2 separate regions of the Mus musculus genome follow, and region 2 is linked to region 1. The links are chromatin contacts, called in public ChIA-PET maps. All regions are on one chromosome and are shown on one strand. Each heading gives the region's core, a stretch centred on a gene start, on an enhancer-like site or on the middle of the called end of the contact. The rest is flanking DNA. Distances are from core to core; before and after follow the strand shown. Region 1 has its middle 12 kb from the start of Gm31657. Region 2 holds the start of Smad5 (SMAD family member 5).

The links. ChIA-PET counts read pairs in DNA pulled down with a chosen protein or histone mark.
Region 2: an RNA polymerase II ChIA-PET map of memory CD8 T cells shows a contact between it and region 1, with 29 read pairs. The contact joins the promoter of Smad5 here to the enhancer-like site in region 1. A contact is called at or near these places in 1 of 39 promoter capture datasets (pre-B cells), 1 of 484 Hi-C or Micro-C datasets (the G1E-ER4 cell line) and 2 of 115 datasets of contacts at active chromatin or transcription factors (embryonic limb bud and memory CD8 T cells).

The regions. Positions count from the first base shown.
Region 1 is chr13:56,151,301-56,157,171 of GRCm38.p6, forward strand. No RefSeq gene overlaps it. Among named protein-coding and RNA genes, the nearest start is that of Gm31657, 12 kb to the right of the region's middle. Within about 2 kb of position 2,006, at least 58 of the 459 cell types and tissues checked have an H3K27ac peak or open chromatin away from gene starts, as enhancers often do. A contact at or near this core is called in memory CD8 T cells and pre-B cells, where this site is marked.
Region 2 is chr13:56,698,704-56,705,092 of GRCm38.p6, forward strand. Smad5 (SMAD family member 5) reads left to right here and starts at 4,307. Exons shown (of 7, transcript NM_008541.3): 1 at 4,307-4,428.

The DNA of each region.
Region 1 (5,871 bases), core at 756-3,255:
TGGAGCTGTGGATATGAGACCCCAATTGAAAACCCAAGCTGCGTATTGAATACTCTTTTGGCTGGGGTGCTCATCAAAAGTTCTGCTAAGCCGCTGGGCTATACACTGAACTCGGGAGTTCCCATCTCTCTTTCATCTTGCTCTACAAATCTTCAGTTGCTCTTTGGTGCTGTTAAACAGGCTGAGCTTTTTGTAGGTATTTTTAGCAAGGGCTCGTTATGGGGGTGAGGGGAAGCAAGCTCCCATTCCAGGAAGCAGAACTCGCAGCCTTCGGTTTTACTAGGAAACCACAGAGTGATGTGGAAGAAACTGTTTTCTTGCAGGTCCGTGGCTCTGCACGACATGTGTGCTCTCTTCCCCCACCCTGACCCCGTGTTTTCATTTTCCAACAGCTACGTGTTTAGAAGTTTTGGTAGCAGGTAGCATAGTTATTACATAACCCCTGCAGCTAAATCTTCCAGCTACTGAGTTTTTATACGTGCAGAAAAACATACAGGTAGGGTAGCCCTTGGAACAACGATGGTGCGCGCGCGCGTGCGTGTGTGTGTGTGTGTGGGGGGGGGGTGTGGGGGTGTGTGTGTGTGTGTGTGTGTAAGTGGGAGCCAGGTGTCAAAGAAGCCTTCTTAGCTGTCCCCTCCCCATTTATCCAAGAACTCTCTGGCCACCGCACTGGAATACCTGCCAGAGGGGTCCCACCCTTTCTGCAGTTACTGTCTACTTCAGTTACGTGGTATCGCCCCCTGGTGGTTAAGAACGGTCAAGCCCTTTATTAAGCGGCTCCAGAATGCCGCTGGTCTAAGTGAGCTCTCTGTCTGCAATGGGAAGACAGAATTTTTAAGAGATGCAAAGACATAAGACAGGATATTCAGCTCTTAATATAACAATGAATTTCTCCCTCTGGATTCACAGCTTTGGTCACCTGAGAGCTAGACAGTGACCAGTTCTTTTGTGAATTCTTTGTTTTTGGTTTTTGTTTTGTTTTGTTTTGGTTTTTGGTTGGTTGGTTTTTGTTTTGCTTTAAAAGTCTGGGGCAGAGAGATGACTCAGTGGTTAAGAGCACTTGCTGCCTTTGAAGGAGACCTGAGTTTGGTTCCCATTGCCCACCTGACAGCTCACCACCTTCTAAAACCCCAGTTCCAGGGTATATAAAGCTGTCCTCTGGCCTTGGGGGACACCAGGCACACATATGGTGCATATGCATGAAAGACCTTCATACACATAAGAAATAAAGATAAATCTTTTTTTTAAGTCAATAGGTTGCAGGTTGAGAGGTCACTATGTTTTCTGGGAGACTTAAAATTTTGTGGGGTCTGTCTCTAAATAGACAGTGCAAGTGGGTTAGCGCATAGGATGTGTGTGCCTCATAGTGGAAGAGCTTATGTGTGATGGGGTAGGCTTTGTTGCTGTGCACCTCACACCTTACTCCTTGCTGGTCCATTTGTCTCTTTGTTTCTGGTCAGGTAACACCCCCAAATGGCTCTCCTCCAGATGGTTGCTTTGAGCCCAGGTTCTTTTCAGTCTATGGCTTTGTGCTTCTCTAGCACATAAAAGAGCTTTCCCAGGATGTTAGAGAAGGTAACTGGGGCTGTGCAAGACAGTGGTATGAGCCAGACTTGGAATTCACACTCACCACTGGTGACCTCTTTGAGCATTCTATTGGCGAGGATTCACTGTATGGCTGCACCTGCCCACAAGGGAGGCTGGGAAATGTAGTTTAACTGATCTCTCTGGAAGAAGAGATAAACTATATAGCCAGATCTCTCTCTTAGATCTCTCCCCCCCCCACTTCCAGGGAGGGACAGAGGGAGCTGGAGGGAGAGGGGGGAGGGAGGGAGAGGGGGGAGGGAGGGAGGGAGGGAGGGAGGGAGAGAGAGAGAGAGAGAGAGAGAGAGAGAGAGAGAGAGAGAGAAAGGCAATGAATGTAAGTTTCTGCCAAGGCCTCTCACCGTGTTTACTTAGGCCGAGTTGGTAGCTGTACTGGGCGTGACTGGTTTTCAGCTTCTTCATCGAAAAGGAAGAGGGTTTTCAAACACAACTGTGGTTAATTTCCTGGTCCTAGCAGACAACATGGCTTCTAAGTAAACTTAAATTAAAACCTGAGATAATATAAAAATGTAGAAATGTCGAGCCTGCGCTCTGAGAACTTTCACAGTGTCAGTCTGGTCAACACTGCTTAGCTCAAGAAATAGAGCATTATTCAGGTTCACAAGCTGCCACGGGTGCTGTGGAGGAGTTCTGGTGGTGGTGGTGTTTGTTGTTGTGGTAGTGGTGGTATATGTGTTTGTGTGTGTGACAGCCACAGAACTGTTGATCATTTGTGCTGTGGGTCTCTCTCTCTCTCTCTCTCTCAAATTTTTATCATGTTTTCCCCACCCGGACTCCTCCCAGACCCTTTCCACCTCCCTATACCCTCGGCTTTATGATTTCCCCTTTCAAAAAAACCAAACAAACATAACCAAAACAAACAGAAACAAAAAGACAAAAAGAAACAGACAGCACACATAACACACACACACACACACACACACACACACACACACACACACGAGTCCTGGAGTTCATTTTTTTGTGTTGGCTAACTATGGGTGGGCAGAGGGCCTACCCTGAAGTGTGGCTGACAGACTGAGACTCCATTGGGGGCCAAACCAAAACCAAACCAACCAACCAACCAACCAACCAAAACCCCAGATTTTTCCTTTGCCAACGGGTATCGGTTGTAGAAAGCTTCCTGGTAAGGGTTGGGGCTCCTTGTTCCTTCCCCGCTCTCCATGCTGGAACCCTGTTTGGCTTGAGTGTGTTCAGGTCTTGTGTGCTGCCATGGTCCCCGTGGGTTTATATGTGCATCAGTCCTGCTGCATCTGAAAGACACTGTTTCTCTGGAGTCACCTATCCCCTCTGGCTTTTACAATCTTTCTGTCCCCTCTGCTGCAGAGATCCATGAGCCCTGAGGAAGGCTTTGAGGAAGACATCCCACTTCGGTCTGAGCATTCCAAAGTCCCTTATGCTCAGCACATCGTCCAGCTGTGGTCTGTGTTAATCCCTATCCACTGCAAGAAGAAACCTGTCTGCTGAGGGCAGGGTGAGCATTGTACTCAAAGCTGAAGAGGATGGCGAGTGAGGCCAGGGTTTCTCTGTATAGCCCTGGCTGTCCCGGAACTCACTCTGTAGACCAGGCTGGCCTCGAACTCAGAAATTCGCCTGCCTCTGCCTCCCAAGTGCTGGGATTAAAGGCATGCGCCACCACTGCCCGGCAGTAAATTCCTCTTAATGACCTTTCTTGTGTGATTTTTGGAAGGCAGGCCGGATACAGTAAGTCTTTCTTCTAGAGAGTTTGGCTTCAATGAAGCCAAACCAAGATGGCTACCAGCTTCAAGAGTGACAGAGCTGATTGTGGCTGTAGTCCTGGTGCCAGCTATAGCAGCTGCTTGCTGTCCTCAGTTGAGATCTATAACTCACATGTTCTTGAATATAAGGATTGTGACATCATAACATTCTGCATATTCTTCTCCAGTCCTTACCACAACTTACTAGTCTTTGATTTCCCTATAGGAAAATCTTTTGTAGGACATACTCAAATGGCTTCTGGGTTTTTGTATTTGATACAAATGACAAGGGATGATAATACTACTAGTATTTGGGGAGCACAAAGATTTGTCAAGCTACAGAATAAAAATACCCTTTGCAGAAAAGCACTCAGTCAGTAACTGTCACTAACAGTTACAATAAGGCTATTTGTGTGCCTTGCTACCCACTCGTGTTAACAGGACTTTCCCCCACGTTCATTTGTTTCTGCAGGCAGTTAGGAGGTATCTACCACGAGAAGAAAATTAGCCCTTGGCTAGCGCTGTTTTCTCCTTATGCTCTTGCCAACAGTTCATGTTGCTTTAAGAGATTAGGCTTTTTTATGGCTTGCTCATTGCCCTGCTGTCTGCAGGGAAGTTATGTCCTGCCTGGCTTGGCATGTCCTGCTTGACGGAGACCAGGCCTGCTGTAGGGCTGAAAGCAAGAGGGTTATTTGATCTCTCCACCATGGCTCTTACAGGTCCCATGGAGAAGGTTCTTACCCACAGAGCTCTGCTGGACTACTTGCCCCAATGTAGCCAAAGATCAGCAATTAGGCCAGAGCCAGGAGGGTTTCTCTGGCTGCATTTGGCAGTTGGCAGAGGGCAGCCTCTGTGAGAACTCCAGGATCAGGTCTCGATGCCTCTACATCTTTCTCAGATGAGCAACTGCGCAGCGACTTCTTGGCCAGGCTGATTAAAGTTCCTGAGGGATATCCCCATGCTTCCAGGCATTTTGCATTATAAGAGAAGTCTTCTGTCTTGGGGTCTATCAAGATAGGCTCAAAATCAGGTCCTTGGGTCACTGAGTCCTGGCCTGTAAACACTTGTGTTTGGAAAGCAGAGAAACTCTCTTTCTATACTAGCTCATGGGTTATTTTGTTAAACTGCTGCTTGGCGCGTTCCCACTGTCTTCTCACCACACCTCTCTCCCCACAAGAAGGCAATGCTACAGAGCCAACTCATAAACTCTTAGATCCTGGAGAGGCTTGGGCTCATTCCTTTCCACAGAGAACAATGAGCGCATTGCAGGCTGAAGGCTGCAGGCTGCTGAGGCTCCATCACCAGGCGCTGCCAGCTCATGTAAGATGGAGGCTTGCCTGTGCAGACGGCCAAGTGTCATGTGCTCCCACTGAGCTCAGCACTGCAAACGAGTGTTTTGTTTTATCAGAGATCAGAAAACTCATTATTTGAAGAGTATCGAAAACCATCCCCTCCCTTAAACTGAAATTCGATCCTTTTTGACTCTGCAGAAATCAACCCAAAAGGGATCAAAGACCCAAAGATCTGAAACTGGCTTTTTGAGAAGAAAGGAAATACTTCAAAACACTGGCATGGGCAAGGAGTCTCTGGAGAGAACCCAGAGCAGAGGAAACAAGAGCTGGCATTGGCAAATGGGAGCCCATCAAACCCCTGCGAAGCAAACAGTGAACGGAGTAGTGAGATAGAATGGGGAGGAGGTATTTGCCAGACATTGACACCCAAAGTACATAAAGACAACAGACATCCATATACATACAGAATTCTTTTTTTCTTTATGAGACAGGGTCCCACTGTGTAATCTTGGCTGTCCTAGAACTCACTATCAGCCTGGCCTTGAACTCACAGAGATCCACCTGCCTCTGCCTCCAGTTCTGGGATTAAAGGTGTACACCACCCACCATGCCTCGATCCAAGAACTCAATCTTAACTGTGAAACGACAAATAATTCAACTTGAAAACAGATCCTTCTCTAAAGAAGCAACACAAATAGTTGCTGAACCTATGTATGTTAGAAGAAAAATCACGAGCCACCAAGAAAAACACAAATCAAAGCAACGGTGAGCTATCAGCTTGCTGCAGTTAAAATGGCTATTACTTTATTATCTGTTTAAAAAAGAGAAATTCTGGAGTGAATGTAGAAGGAAGGGAACGCATGCATCCTCTTGGTGACAACGTCAATTTGTGCCTTCACTGTGGAGAACAAGGATGGAGGTCTCTACGTCACCCTGGCATACCAGCATGGGCCAAAGGGAATGGGATCCACATCCAGGCATGCACAGGTATACAGAGAGCCAGGGTTCACACTCAGCTTAGGTGGCCAGCAGCTGCTGAATGGAGAGAGTGTGAAAGTTGCCCCCAAACAGATGGCGTGTCATCAACCAGACAGAGGAATGGAAGCTGGGATCCCAACCGCTGCAACCAGCAGCAGCAGGGGCAGAACTGCACGAGCCACGAAATGTGTTTTAAAGATTTTTACATACAAGACTATTACTAAAGCTAGAGAACACACACATGTCATACACCAGAAGAAAAGTGAGAAGAGTCGGCT
Region 2 (6,389 bases), core at 3,057-5,556, 550 kb after region 1:
TAGCAGATGGTTGCAGACAGGCGAGCCAGGTTCTTGCATTCTACATTAAGCTGCCTTCCCCAGAGAGGAGTCTCCTAATTATGTTGATGTGAATAAAAAAGGAAGAAAAAAAAAAGAGGGGCTGTAATGTAACATAGACACACTAGTTGTTTACCATGCATAAAGCAACTGCCGCCTTAAGTGTCTATAAGTATGTGCAAGTTTGGAAACAATTTGAGAATCTGATGAAAGTCATGGACTTTGTCTTTAGAAAATTCACATATAGGTACACACATAAAGTGTGCTCAATAATTGTGGGGGCTTATGGTTTCTCTGCTGTCATCCCTGAAGCTTCAAAGAGTTTCCTGGGCTTTGAGTGGACACAGCTGTCATTCTCTTCTTCCCCTTCTCCTTCTCTTCCTCCTCTTCCTCCTCCTCCTTCTCCTTCCTCCTTCTCCTTCTTCTTCCTCTTCCTCCTCCTCCTCCTTCTCCTCTTACTCTTATTGCGTGTTATTGCTTCAGCTTCCAAGTTAAGAATTTTATCTTTCAATACGTTCTTTTTGATTTTTGAAACGGGGCCTCACTATGCAGTCCAGGCTGGCCTTGAACTCACATGTCATCCTCCCATGTCATCCTATCCAGTGCTGGGATTACTGGTGTGTGCTTCCACACCTGGCTTACTGATTGGTGTGGAAGCCTTCACATTAGAATTTTACTGGAAAATACTTTAAATTATTCTATTAAAAACCACTTTGGTGTAATCTCTAGTTGGTGTGGCCCCTTGATTTATTCTCTATCTTTTTTAAGATTTGTTTTTATGTTTAATTATTTGTATATTTGCTCATCTCTTGTGGGTGTGTGCATGTAAGTGCAATTGCCCACAGAGGCCAGAAGAGGGCGGTGGCTCCCTTGGAGCTTCAGTTATAGGTGGTTGTGGACCACTCCCATGTGGGTTCTGGAATCTAACCCAGGTCCTCTGGAAGAGTAGTTTGTGTTCTTACCCGCTAGGCCAGCTCTCCCTCCCTGGTTTATTCTCCTAAAAGACAACCACAAAACTTCTGGCCAGCTGGGCTGTAGGTGCTCTCCTCTCCCTGGCCTGCCTGGCGTCTTCATGAGTCGATTCTTTGTAGCTCACTGGTTTTGGAGCGCTGCTTGGTTTAGCTGTGCTTCTTACAGTGTTTCCAGTACTAAGGATAGAGGCTGGGGGTTGTCTGCCAGGGTAAGAAGACAGAAAGCACTCAGAGTTTGAAACGGGAGCTTTATTCTACCGTAGGATCCTGTCTGCGGAACGCATATAAACTTAGGCATTTCTTCCTCTGGTGCCCACGTTCCATAACTGAGGATGGCGGGTGTCTCTGGGGGGCTATGAAGGTGTGGATGCCTGTGATAATGTCACTCCTTGATGCTTCTGTTGGGTGATGCCACCAAACCCTGGATTCTTCTAGCTCCACTGGATGTGTAGGTATATTAGGGAGGGTCTTCTGAGTTAAAGCAAAAATGTGGACTTAAAATATTTATTAATAATTTTCAACCAAAACCCACCTCGCCTCAATTATTTTATATTTAAAAATAAAACATAAGAGAAGATGATCTATGTGTTTTCCCAATTTTCCTGAAAATTGCTTACTTCTTGGGTCAGGAAAAATGTAAAGTGGGAGTGGGCCATGGATAAACCCTTTAGGCTAATTCTGTTTATCAAATGACTAACGTAATCAATATCGAAAGAGTTGGGGAGAAAAGGCCCAATTTCTTCTTAAAGGAAATGTAATCAAGTACAAAGGATTTGGAGGTTGAGGTTTCTTGCTCTTTCACGTCACCATGGGAGCTGTGTAGTTCTTAGCACAAGGAGGTCATTGTATACATTTAAGGCAGTTGTTCTCAGCCCGTGTGTCAGAATCCCATTGGGGGTTAAACAACCTTTTCACAGGGGATGCCTAAGACCAGCAGAAAACACAGACATTCATAGCAATAGCGAAATTCCAGTTATACAGTAGCGAGAAAAATAACTTTATGGTTGGGGGGTCACCACACATGAGGAACTATATTAAAGAGTCACAACATTAGGAAGGTTGAGAACCACTGATTGGGGTGTTTATATCATCTCTGGCATCTACCTGCTAGGTTCCCATGGCCATGCTGCCTGGGACAACAGAGAAAGTCTTCAAATTGCAAGGCAGGGGACTGTGTTTCCTGGCTGACAACTGCAGGGCTTAATGATCCAGAAATCTTGAAATTATGTATGTGTATATATAGATATATATACTTTATATCTATATTATTTATCATATTTCTCTATATAGTTATATATTTATATTATTTATATTACTTATGATATATATTTACAGATCTTGATTCCCACTGCATGCATCATGTATCATCTGGTCAGATCACACTGTGCCACATTTGTTCTTAGATTCAGTTGATTACCCTAAGCAAGACTTCTTTATGCCTCTGGCAAGCCTGACAGTAATCTTTGACAACTGTATACTGGGCCCTCTGAGTTCTACATCCTGTGAAGTTTAGGTTACTTCTCAATTCTCTGGAAGAGTCCTACTGGCTGCTAAAGCCCCCATGCTTCCTTTCTGTGTTATTATCTCTTGTAACTGAGGGCCTGGCCTGAATGTACAAAGCCACCCGAGAGCCTGGAGTCTCAAGTTAATTTGCCCAGTGTGCAGATACACAGTTGAGGAAGTGAAATACTTGCTTTTAGGATTATACCCACGGTTCGGGACAGGACCCCAGTACTCACGAAGTGTTCTTACAAATATGCACACAATTTGTGAAATGATTTTTAATAGTTTCTTGAAGTGAGGAACGGCGCTGATACACACAATATTAAGCAAAGTCGGCTGCAAACATCAGTTCCGAAAAAAGGGCATTCTTTCAGTAGGGTTATAGGTACGTCTGGGAGTTGTAAATCCATGCCAGGCTCCAGAAGCCATGCCTTCCAAGGGCCGGTAACAGCAAAGACTTAACAGCCAGGAATCAGTAAGCCAGGCAGTGTTGGCGCATACAGAGTCCTCCTGCGCAGAGTTTATGATGTAGTAAAGAAGTTTAAGATGGAGACCTGAGATTGCACACTGATGGCCTGTAGGCTATATTGGGACCATGGGCTTGTTTTGTTTGGCTTGTACCAGGGTGAGTCTTCTCAATGTCTAAAAAAGAGAAGGGGAGGGCAGGTCAGGGAGCCCAGGAAAGAGACAAAGAGGCAGCTGATCAGATAAATGTGTGATTTCCTTTTAGTATAGAAAAAGATGCATTTCCAACTTTCTTCGAAAAGCCAGAAGATCTGCCAATAATGGGCGGACACTGCCACATTTCTTCCTGCGGATGGTTGGCTGCAGTCACAGCTGCTGCCTTCCCTTGGTGCTCTCTCTCTAGTTCCCCAGCTCTGGCCGGATTCTCACCTATCACCCTTTGACATGGCTGCTTCCATAAACGCCTCCTCACGGCATTTATTTAATCTCTTCCAAATAGAAACAAGCCGTTGGAGTCTGGAGAAACATGGAAACCGCCGCATTTGTGTGTCAAGTGAGGTGACCCTGGTTCAGGCGGAGGAGGTGGTAATAAAAGTGAGGAGAAACTGTCAGAATTAGGGATCTACAGAATTGATATTGGAGGATGGGATTGACTGGGAAAGGTTAAAAATAGTTCCAATTTACTCAAAAAGAAAACCGGTGTGTGTGTGTGGGGGGGGGGGGGATCAGTTTTAAAGACCTTTAAAAATAAACACGAAACTATTTTAAAAAGCTTTCCCTTGCTGTCCAAGCTGACCGTTTGGAGGGGAAGAGAAGCCAGACAGCCGGATTAGTACAGAGCTACCCTGTAAGACAGCTCGAGCACCTCTAAGCCTCCACTTGCTGAAGCCTGAGAGCTCAAGGCGCTCCCGGCTTCCAGATGTGGGGCGGTGTCCCGTGAACAGCTGGGACTGTGTCCTGAGAAATGGCCACTCGTCCTCAGCTCCGGGTTCAGCACTATCTCCACCTGCAGAGGATTTTCCCCCTTTGGGAGCAATATTAAGGCTACATCTAGTAAGCTGTGTGGTATCTGATGCTCAGCCAGAGGTCTCTGTCTCTTAGGGTTTCTATTACAAATCAATGAAAACGGCGAAGTTGTAGCTGAAGATACTTTTTAACGCTTTAGATTGGCTAGAAAGGTCTCCAGCTCTCCAGAGCGAGGACGACCGTTTCGCTATAAGGCGGGTGAGCTTGGCTAACCCAAGTGCCACTTCCAGGCTCGCTGCGGACAGCAGAAGCCAGGCCTCGGCCACTCCCGACGCGCATGCGCCGGCCGCCGCGGCCCTCCGCCGCCGCCCCCCCTCCCCCTCATCATCCGGGTCCCCGGCGAGCGGGCGCCGAGCGCTTGTCCCGGGGCCGAGCTGCTAATAAAGTTGCGGCGCGTGCACAGCGCGGCGACGGCGTGAGGAGAGCGCGCCTGGGCGGCGGGGAGGTGAGTGAGGGGCCCCAGGGCGGGCGCTCGGGGCCCGGCGGAGGGACAAGCGCCGGCGGCAGCGGCCCGCGTGAGGCTGGAGGCCTAGAGGCTCCCCACGCGGGACCTGACGGCACGGGACGGGGCTCCGCGCAGCGCGGGAGGCCCCGGTGCTAAGGAGGCCCCGCGCGGCCGACGAGGCCGGCGCGGACGAGGCCGCTGCCACCTCGGCGCGCCACCGACGCCCGGGCCCGCGCGCGGAGCCGCGCAGGCGGCCTAGGCCGAGCGCGCGCCCCGCCGCTTTGTGTCTGGGAGATAAGGATCCGCGCTTATCGGTGGGAATTACACTCCGGCCAGCCGGCTGGCGGCGACCCGCCCCTGCGCCCGCCCGCCCGCCCGCCCGCCCGCTCGCCCGCCCGTCACTCTCCGGACGTCGCAGAGGCTCCCTCGCTGCGCTAAACTTTGTGTGAGGAAGCGAAGCAGCTTTTGTCTCTGCCCCGGTCCCGGTGGTTCCCTTGGGCATGCGTGCCCAAGTTCAGACTCCATCCCCTCCCCCTGCCCTTTCTCCTCTGCGCTTCTGGCTGCGCCGAGCCGGGAACCCTAAGCTCTGGGAACTTCCCCGGTGGCGGCCGTCTTAGGGTCAGAGCATGCTCAGTGGCCCGGACTTTTCGGTTGCAGAAGGAGCTGGCGGGGATGGTCGAGGTATTTGGAGGTGTGCCAGCGATCCGAAGCGTGTCTCTGTGTGTGTGTGTGTGTGTGTGTGTGTGTGTGTCCGGTTTGTGATGGCCCCGGCGAAAGGAGTCCCGGCCAACCTGGAAGGCAGGAACGGCCGAACACTGTAGGCTAGATCTTTATCTTGATCGTAAAAGACAGTGTTTCCTGAGCAGCTGGAGGGGGGTGGGGGGTGGGTATTTCTGGCTGCTGCTGCGTTTAGATGGGTGTGGTGCTAAGTATATCTTGTTTATCTTTCTGTGGAAAAAGTTTTGAAGTCTGGTGGAGTTGATCACATCATGCCTGTTGCCTAGCACTATCAAGTGTATGCCTACCTAGCAACGGACACTGGGCGATCAATGGAATTTGTTGGTTGCTTTGACAGAGGCTAAGCGAAAGGGTACATGTGATTTCTTTTCTTTCTGACAGGGTTTTGCTAGGCAGACCTTGAACTCTGGCCAATCCTCCTGCCTCAGCTTCCAAGTGCTGGGATTACAGGGGTGAGCCATCACCAACTCTGGCTGTGTGTTTCTTTTTTAAACAAAGAGTGCTTGGATTTTCTTAGTGTATGGGAGTTACCGTTAAAGTTGAAAACCCAGTAGGTTTAGAAACGCTTAGAGTAGTAGTTGAGGGTTTCTGCTAGATGCCAGCCCATAATGCCTGTTGTATGGAAACAGTTCCTCCATGGAGCAGGACGGTTTCACACTCAACTGCTCTATCAGAGCTTATGATCCAGATGAGGTTAGTAGCAGTAGTAACAAATCACATTATTCCTTTTACCCTTTTTGGTAACATTTTCCCCCTCTAAAATGAACCCCAGAAATTATAAAATTCCAAAACAACTTAGAAGAATTGGTCTATCAAAATCTAACCTATATAAGGTTTGTACATATTAAGCTTAGAGGAAAAATAGTTTTGTAGCCATGCATGGTGGCCCACACCTCTAATACCAGGCAGGTAGACAGGTGTGAGGTCCAGGCCATCTGGGGGACTGCATAGTGAGGCGAGTATGATTGCTAGGTGGTGACCTCCTTGGCACTCTCCTTCTTTAGTGTTTCCCCACTCAGTCCTTTAGATAACTGTTGTTACCACTTCAACTTCTGCAGTGTCTTTGTCACAAATGCCGTTCATCATTTTGTCACTTCCTGTAGGTGAATCTTTTCAACTGACTTTTCCTTCCTTCCTTCCTTCCTTCCTTCCTTCCTTCCTTCCTTCCTTCCTTCCTTCCTTCCCAGACAGGTGTTCTGGTGACCCAGACTGGGCCCAGACTT